Regions from separate parts of the Gasterosteus aculeatus genome. Here region 2 is linked to region 1. A link is a contact called in public Hi-C data. All regions are on one chromosome and are shown on one strand. The core of a region is the stretch at or near the end of the contact, and the rest is flanking DNA. Distances in the headings are between cores, read along the strand shown.

Region 1 (4,253 bases), core at 1,046-3,545:
GTCAGGCTAGCGTCATTTATCTGCAGTGCGAGTTGCACAACCCCCCCCCCCCCCTCACCCCGACCATGTTCTCCATGTGTGTAATGTGCGTGTGCTCGTGTTCCAGAGAAGCTGAAGTTCACCCCGACCCCCCAGCCTTCTCAGTGCCTGGAGTTGGACAAGGAGATCACCATTCAGTGCTCCGCTAAAGGCAGAGAGCCCCCGACCATCCGCTGGACCAAAGCAGGTGTGCACGCCGTTGGCGCCGATGACTGTTGACGCTTTGTCAAAATATTTAATAAAATGCTGCAGTACCCTCCCCCTTTTTGAATATTTGAATTCCACATGCAGCGGCGGGCTCGTTCTAACTCCCCCCCCCCCCCCCCCCTCCGTCTCCTCCTGCAGATGGAGGAGAGCTGCCGCCCCGGGTGAAGCAAAGGAACGGCCAGCTCACCTTTACCAAAGTCACCCGCAGCGACGCCGGTAACTACACCTGCATCGCCTCCAACAGCCTGCAGGGGGAGATCCGAGCCCTGGTGACCCTCATTGTGGCCGGTAAGCCCCCCGCTGCCATCTTAGCCGTTACTCCCACATATATACGGTTTATATACGAGCCACCGAACCATTTTCATGCGGCGAAGCCCAGGAGCATTTGATGTGCACTCGCTGGCCTTAATGTAAAATAAAAGTACTGAAATTCATTTGTCAGCTTAACTGACATTTTAACCACAGTGAGATTTGGGTTAATGAGTGTGTGTGTGTGTGTGTGTGTGTGTGTGTGTGTGTGTGTGTGTGTGTGTGTGTGTGTGTGTGTGTGTGTGTGTGTGTGTGTGTGTGTGTGTGTGTGTGTGTGTGTGTGTGTGTTTGTGCACATGTAGTGTACATCCGCTTTAAGGTGGAACCAGAGAACACAACGGTGTACCAAGGTTACACAGCCGTCCTGCACTGTCAGGCCACCGGCGACCCCCAACCTCACATCCACTGGATGGCCAAGGACAAGACGCTGGACATCAGCAGGAACCGCAGGTAAAGGACACATTTGGATGAGTTTGTGATTACATTAACAGGTCCGTCTATTTATGAAAGACGTGATAAGACTTCTGAAAGGCTCGGGCGATTATGCCATACACATCTGAGTACTATGGGACTCGTGCAGGAACCTGTGGCACATCAGAGGGATTCAAGATGAACTCATCACAGTCTCCTGAAGATGAGTCATGAACTGATGCAGTGTTTCCCCTCAGTTTACAGCTTCGCTGTGTGTGTGTGTGTGTGTGTTTTCTTGCACGTGTCCGTGTGAAAAGTAAACTTGAATGACTTGTGTTGTGAAAACAAACATGTTAATGCTTGTGAATTTGACTCTGTTATAAAACCTCCCAGGTTCCAGAAGATGCCCAATGGCTCCCTGGTGATTTCCGATGTTACTACAGATGACACGGGCAGGTACACGTGTGTGGCCGGCAACAGCTGCAGCATCAAAGACCGCGTGGCCAAGTTGTACGTAGTGGGTGAGTTTACTACACACGCAAGCGCACAAACGTGTGTACACAGCGGCCTTTCGTCCGTGACGTTCGCAGACTGGAAGCGAACGCCCCAAACCGTAGCTGAGGATGAAGGCATTAATTAAACCTTCAGCCACTGCCTATCATCCATGTCGACAGGCTAATAACCACGGCCACAGCCGTCACTGAGGTGATGGGATTGGGCCGACGTGAGGCCTAACGAGGCTTCGCGCTGTCTGAGAGCCACAGTCACACCTCTCGGGTTAGTTACCCACATCGACTCGCTGTCTGCCAAAGCAGCAAGGGGGGGCGCGCCCCGGTTAGTTCAACGTGAGAGACGCATTTCAGGCTTGGCGTCCGACAAAGCTTCCCGGTAACTTGTTAAATGACGTGACAATGTTTCAAAAAGTACCCTTTTATTCCAGAAAAAACGTACCAAACGGTTTGCATTTATTCTCCTGTAGTTGTTTGTGTGCGATTGCGGAATGTATTTCCATTCACACTCATCTACTCTTGGAACAATGTGCAGTGAAGATCCAACCCAGTTAACCACATTTGATGCTGGTGCCCAACAGAAAAACCAATGCACTCCTTCGACGATGACGTTGACAAGGCTCCCTACAAGATGATCCAAACCATTGGCCTGTCAGTGGGAGCGGCCGTGGCTTACATCATCGTTGTGCTCGGACTCATGTTCTACTGCAAAAAGAGACGCAACGCTAAGAGGCTGCAGAAGGGACAGGACGGGGAGGAGCCCGAGATGGAGTGTCTGAACGGTATGCATGTTCTGTGGAGACGGCTTTTACAGGTTGTGGTGAGGAACTCGTAAAGTCAGCCAGGATTATGTGAGTGGTTGATGTTCATGGTCCTCAAAGGGATGTTAAAAGGTTTTTGGGTATTTGCTGCCACCCTGTGCTCATCTCGGGTATTGCAGGTAATATTACTTAGACAATGCAAAGCTCTGCCCCAGTTCCGAACACTGGAATAGTCACACAATGAATTATGCTAATATGTATACAAAAAAGGTCATTGTGAGTTGGCCAATGCTCAAAGAAATGTATCCGCTGCTTCAAGCTGTGAAAAAACTAACTAAATATTGAAGATCTCAGATCTTGCTGATTAGAGCAACACGTTGGTTTTCACAAGAAAATGATGAAGACAATATTCTGTTTGGACCCATATCACATTTACTATTAGTTTCAATGCCTATTGAGGTTGGTATGACGCTGTGGGATTTTGTTTATCAGGAGGAACTGTCCAACAAAACGGCCACACCACCACCACTGAGATCCAAGAAGAGGTGGCCCTCACCAATATGGGTACCATGGCAACGGCCGAGAAGCGCCACAGCCACGTCAACAACGATAAGCTCCACTTCCCTCGAGCAAACCTACAAACCATCACCACTTTGGGTAGATTGATTTAAACAATCCTGTTTTGCAAACATTAACGGATGATGAACGTCTTTGTGCTCTGAATTATTACTCACCTCATCTCTCCGCTGCAGCTTTTTAGGTAACTCGACAAAACAAAACGAGATGTGCTCTGACATCGACTCTTTGTGATTGTGTGCGCAGGCAAGGGGGAGTTTGGTGAGGTGCTGCTGTGCAAAGCCAAGGGTATCGAGGAGAGCGAGGAGGAGACGGTGGTGCTGGTGAAGAGCCTGCAAGCCAGAGACGAGCAGCTCCAGCTGGACTTCCGCCGCGAGGCCGAAATGTTTGCGAAGCTCAGCCACCCCAACGTCGTCCGCCTGCTGGGCCTGTGTCGGGAGGCCGAGCCCCACTACATGATCCTCGAGTACTACGACCTGGTAGGCGCACACACGTAGAAGCGTGCGCACTCTCGCAAAACAATAATCATAAATAAGAGTCCGATTCATGCATCGTGTGTTTTCTTTCTATTACACCAGGGAGACCTAAAGCAGTTCCTGAGGATCTCCAAAAGCAAAGACGACAAGGTGAAATCTCAGCCTATCAGCACCAAGACCAAAGTAAGTGTAGAAACACTCTAAGTAGGTCAATCTGCACTAAATCTGAAGCGACCCCCGGGAGGCGGTTGGCTCCTTGCTAAGCTGGTTCAGTAGAAACACGTGTGCCGTTATCTATATTCTAAGAACGAGAGAATGATTAGAATATGTATCAAGACTATAACTGAAGCAGCTAACCTCAAATGAGCGGATTAATGCACAATAACGCGTTTGATCTTCCGATTGGAAGTCTTATCTCTTGTGTTGGAGAATGTCTTCGTCAGTGGACTGCAAACCAGGAGGACTCGTTGTAAACGCTATCTCAACGTCATCTCACCTAAACTGTTCTTCTTCCCTGTGCAGGTTTCCATCTGTGCCCAGGTGGCTCATGGGATGGAGCACCTGTCCAACCACCGCTTCGTGCACAAAGACCTCGCTGCCCGAAACTGCCTGATCAACAGTCAGAGGCGCGTTAAAGTGTCGTCGCTCAGCCTCAGCAAGGACGTCTACAACGGGTCCGTTGGGATGATTATCAACATAATCCCCCACTTAAATAATGAAATAAAAAGAAGGTGAAGCCCTGTTCCTCTGGCTGACCTGTTGTTTCCTTCTTGTCGCTTCTCTTGTGGACGTGTATGTAGCGAGTACTACCACTACAGACAGGCGTGGATCCCGCTGCGCTGGCTCCCATCAGAGTCTGTGTTCGAGGACGACTTCTCCACCAAGTCTGATGTCTGGGCCTTTGGCGTCTTGATGTGGGAAGTGTTCAGTCTCGGCGAGATGCCTTATCCCAAACTCAGCGACGA
Region 2 (4,253 bases), core at 1,257-3,756, 55 kb before region 1:
CACACACTATGTTGATTGCTCTGTAGATTCCCTAAATCACAAACAAGAATGCTGTGTCACATACAGTTGGAGTAGAAGAAGCCAGGCCGTCCTCCCCCTCTCTACGAGGCCAGTTGTGTTTTCCACATGATTGCATGTCTTGTTGCTATGGAGACATTTAAGGTCACACTATGTTCACTGCGATGTTTGAATACTGTTGCTGCATATTTCTATTGAGAAAATATCACGCTGATGGGGGCTCCATACATCAAAGAAAATAAGCATGGAGGGCACCATAACAAACATTGTGCACTTCATTGAATAGAATTTGTGTACATCAGGGCTCTCACGTTTTCAAGAAAACGTGACATTTTCTCGGGGGGCGGACGCTACGGTCGACGGGGGGTTTGGACCGGAGTCCGATTTCTTGGCCTGAGGAATTGGATGCGTGGCGGGAGTGCGTGACTTGAGACCGAAATGCGTGACTGTCACGCTCAATGCGTGACACTTGAGAGCCCTGTGTACATTGGCGCCACATGCAGTTGTCAACAACAAAAAAAGGAGCTCATGTTTGTTCTCTGTAGTCCAGCAGCGGAAAAACTACTACTACTATATCAAAATTGATTGACTGACTCAAGGGCTTCCTCTGCTGTTTGAAGTGGTGCAGCACACTCAATATGAAGATTGCATCATATATAAAATCATATTACATATTACACTAGTACTTTTGTCATATAAAACTTTGCCTGCATAGAAAGAACTAGAGGGTCAACTGTAAATTTGTCTATTTAAATTTAATTAAACTAATATATAAACAATAAATATGTGCCAAATTAATTGTAGGATCACTTATGAAAGATTTAAAACAGTTTTATTACTCTCATTGGGCTGATTTCACTCTGTAAGCAAGTGGATGTATTGGTAAATAATATTCATGATATTTAAGATATTGAAGTTTCTTTCTTAAGAAGTGCATTCATTTTATTTTTCTTTCTTTTATGTTTTTTCTTTCCCCTACTAAAGGGTTTGCTGCACTATGTGTGTTTCCATTCCCCATTACTATAGTGTTTCCCACCTATACTTACGATCAAAATTGGAACAGCAATAAAAACATCCGTAACGTAAACTTATGAGCGAGTTGATGAACTCCCAGACAGGTAGGGGATGATTGATGCTTTACAGGTGAATCAGGAGCTCATACTGAGACCAAAACAGACTCCCAATGCTATGGATCACAGAGGAACACAGTAAGTGGTTTGTTTCTAACTGAGCCCCTCCACCACAAAGCCTCCACGTCTGCTCCCTAACATCACTCCCATTTCATTCAGAATTCTTTTTTTCCAAACGTAATACTGATTGAGTGTGTCGCCATACCGACCTGTCGTTTCTGACAGCATGTCTGCTTTGGACTAGAAGTTCTATGTTGTTTAGGTTTTTTTGCTCGACAATGAAGTTGTAGTGTCTCTGAATATTATGGCAGCGATTGCCAGTAAATTCAATACTGTTGCCCGTTGTGAACGACCACACGGGCCAACATCATTTGATAGCAAATTGATGTAGCCGTTGTTGCCATGGTAATTTATTTTCAAGACCGTCTGACCGGCGGCAGTGTCCTTGATTTGATAAGAGTATTCACACATAGACTCTAATATGTTAGAATAAGTACACAGTAGCTTCGAACGCAACTCTGAGCAAAATAATTGATGATTATTGATCGATTGATTTAGTCGATTTCCTAAAGTGGAAAGACATAAAGTAGGACTGGTGTATATTTATCATTCTGCATATTGGAGATTATTGCATTGACACTTGTTGGTATTAACAAATTATGTTTTTCATTTGTTAAGTTTTGTCTTCTCTCTGCGTTGGATGGAAATTTCTGTATTACAACCCAGTGGATCACTAACATTCAGGCCCAATCCCAGTCTCCATCTTTAGGGACTCACAGACTTTTAAGGCACGCTGCCACTAACTCTGTGTGGGTTTAGTTTATGGTGACAGGATATCTCGCAGCAAGGTGCTGTCCTGTTCGTATTTACACCATTTTAAGCCCTCACAGACTCGCACTCATTCATCGGGTGTTGGTAAATCGCTGAGGGTTCAGGCTTTAAGGCTTTAGGGGGGACGTTGGGATTAAGCCTTAATCTTTGCCGGAAACATTCAAATGGTCGGATTGGCCAAGATTGCCCCCCGCTGCTGATACGTCTGCATTGCATTTTGCTGTTCACACTTTAAACAATGTTTACAGTTTGTGTTACGCTCCTCACCACAGCCAGAGGACGGTACACAAACTGCCCTCCGGGTTAGTTCGGTTGTGAAAACGCACACTATGCAGGACAACTAGTGTGTGACAAGCAGAAGACTGATTAAAAATGAATGGATGGATAAATTAATGATATATAAAAATGAAGCTTTAAACATCATTATTTTCTTTATTTGTTGATCTTTGAATGCATGTAACAAACTCTGTCTGTAAATAGTCATAATATAGTAACAAAAGGCGACGTGTTTACACAAAAGAGACTGAAAATATGAGCAAATTCTCATGATTTAAGATGCTTCAACAAAGCCACATGTGATTTTTTGCTTTCAAAATTCAATCGTTAATTTTTTTATCATGAGAATAGTTGCTGATTACATTTACGAAATCAACAAAGCTCTAATTACTGCTGAGAAATTGCATTTCGGCATCTGGACAGTTGATTTTTGTGTTGGTTAAATATGTTTTGAAACAGGGGCACATTGAGTCATGTGCCTTGGAGATTTTTCCCTTAATAAAAGTTTTTTTTTTAAGTTTTAATAAATTAAACAACTGCTGTATTGATTTGCAATGATTTGAGATTTGATTGTGGTTTTTTTTTTTAGATCAGAGAGTACTGATAAACACAACTGCATGTTCAAGTTTGATGAGGATCTTCCATCTTTGGTAGATGTTTTTGTTAAGCCCAAAATAAATGGTATGTCTCATAATTATTATAGTTTTTTGATGGTTTGACAACATATTATTTTAATTTAATTTGTAATAAATAAATAAATTAGATTCTGACCGTGAATTCACAAACGATAGACTTCATTAGGAAATTAATGGGAGAACGATTCAGTGTCGTTGTTGGCTGAATGTGCATCCCATGTCACAGATAATAGCCCTCGATAGCAAAATAGAAGTTCTTCCTGTTCTGGATTCAAGAAAATAACATCCAATATGCACTATTAATATTTGTGTTTTGTAATTTATTCTTGTATGACATTTTATGTTGCAGACATATGCTGGACTGATTTTTAATACTTTGAATTATATTCAAATCCTCGTCCAGTTAAAAGTAACAGTGAACCATTTGAACCAGGGGGTCGCAGTGTTGTCTCCCTTTTCCCAGATTGGGAATGGCCACCGGAAGTTGCGCTTTCGGGAAATTATCCAACAAGAATTACATACATTGTTGCAGGATGTTGGACGTTTCAATTTCAAAATAAAACCATCTTTTTTTGTGTCGAGGGTTTGGGTTCTGTAATGTCAATTAATATTACACTTCTACCATTTAAATGGGAATCATATGAAGAAAAATACTCGCTTTTGAAACGATAAAGGAAAACAATATTGGAATACGATGATGTATAGATAATGTGCATCTATGAACCTGTACTAAGTTGGCTCAAAAAGGCTGACTTGTGTTCGAGGACTTTCCACCGGAAAATTGCTTTTTCTAGAAGGCGAATCTCTCTATACAACACAACACAACAATTAAACTGAAGGTCAAACAATGGGAAACAAACATTGCGAGAAAGCACTCCAGCTACAAATGTGGACATTTATCTTGAAAGTCCTCACAGGAACTCACGTGTGTTGCTTCCGCCCACTTGACGCTGGTGTAAAAAAAAAAGAAAAGAAAAGAAAGAAATCACACAGGCGAGTGGGAGGAAGACAAGTTGGAAACACCGCGGAGCGAAACTCCCTCTCGTTGCAGACGGAACTGGCCCGGCGGTGTGCGGCTCTGGACGCGGGCGGACTGCGGCTTCTCGGCCCGGCTTGGAATGACCCACGGCGGCCTAAACTCCCCGCAGCCCCGCGCCCCGTAGGCCACCTGGAACTTTCCACTTTTGCATCAAAACTTTCGGCGGCTCTGAACTCGCTCCGTGGGTTCTGGTCCCCGGCTGGCCTGCAGAGCCGAGGCACCCGTCCCCACATGTCCCAGCCTTCTTCCCCAAAGTTCACCACGACCACCAGGTGAGCGTGGCCGTCTGCGCGCGCGCACCCCCTCGCTCTCCCGGAGACCCGC

What was found. Hi-C and Micro-C count contacts between places; a contact is called where the count stands out from the background.
Region 2: a Hi-C map of skeletal muscle shows a contact between it and region 1, with 17 times the contacts expected there. The contact joins the promoter of ptk7b here to the enhancer-like site in region 1. A contact is called at or near these places in 6 of 6 Hi-C or Micro-C datasets (blood and trunk muscle, liver, skeletal muscle and 2 more).

The regions. Positions count from the first base shown.
Region 1 is chr6:6,907,828-6,912,080 of fGasAcu3.hap1.1, reverse strand. It overlaps ptk7b (protein tyrosine kinase 7b), which reads left to right. Exons shown (of 21, transcript XM_040178547.2): 11 at 107-226; 12 at 385-534; 13 at 858-1,005; 14 at 1,360-1,487; 15 at 2,057-2,257; 16 at 2,729-2,893; 17 at 3,059-3,291; 18 at 3,391-3,471; 19 at 3,811-3,962; 20 at 4,089-4,253. Among protein-coding and RNA genes, the nearest start is that of LOC120820598, 4.9 kb to the right of the region's middle. Within about 2 kb of position 2,295, at least 2 of the 9 cell types and tissues checked have open chromatin away from gene starts, as enhancers often do.
Region 2 is chr6:6,962,699-6,966,951 of fGasAcu3.hap1.1, reverse strand. ptk7b (protein tyrosine kinase 7b) reads left to right here and starts at 2,506. Exons shown (of 21, transcript XM_040178547.2): 1 at 2,506-4,201. The coding sequence starts at 3,738. It overlaps LOC120820596 (tubulin alpha-1A chain), which reads right to left and starts at 316. Exons shown (of 4, transcript XM_040178550.2): 1 at 1-316.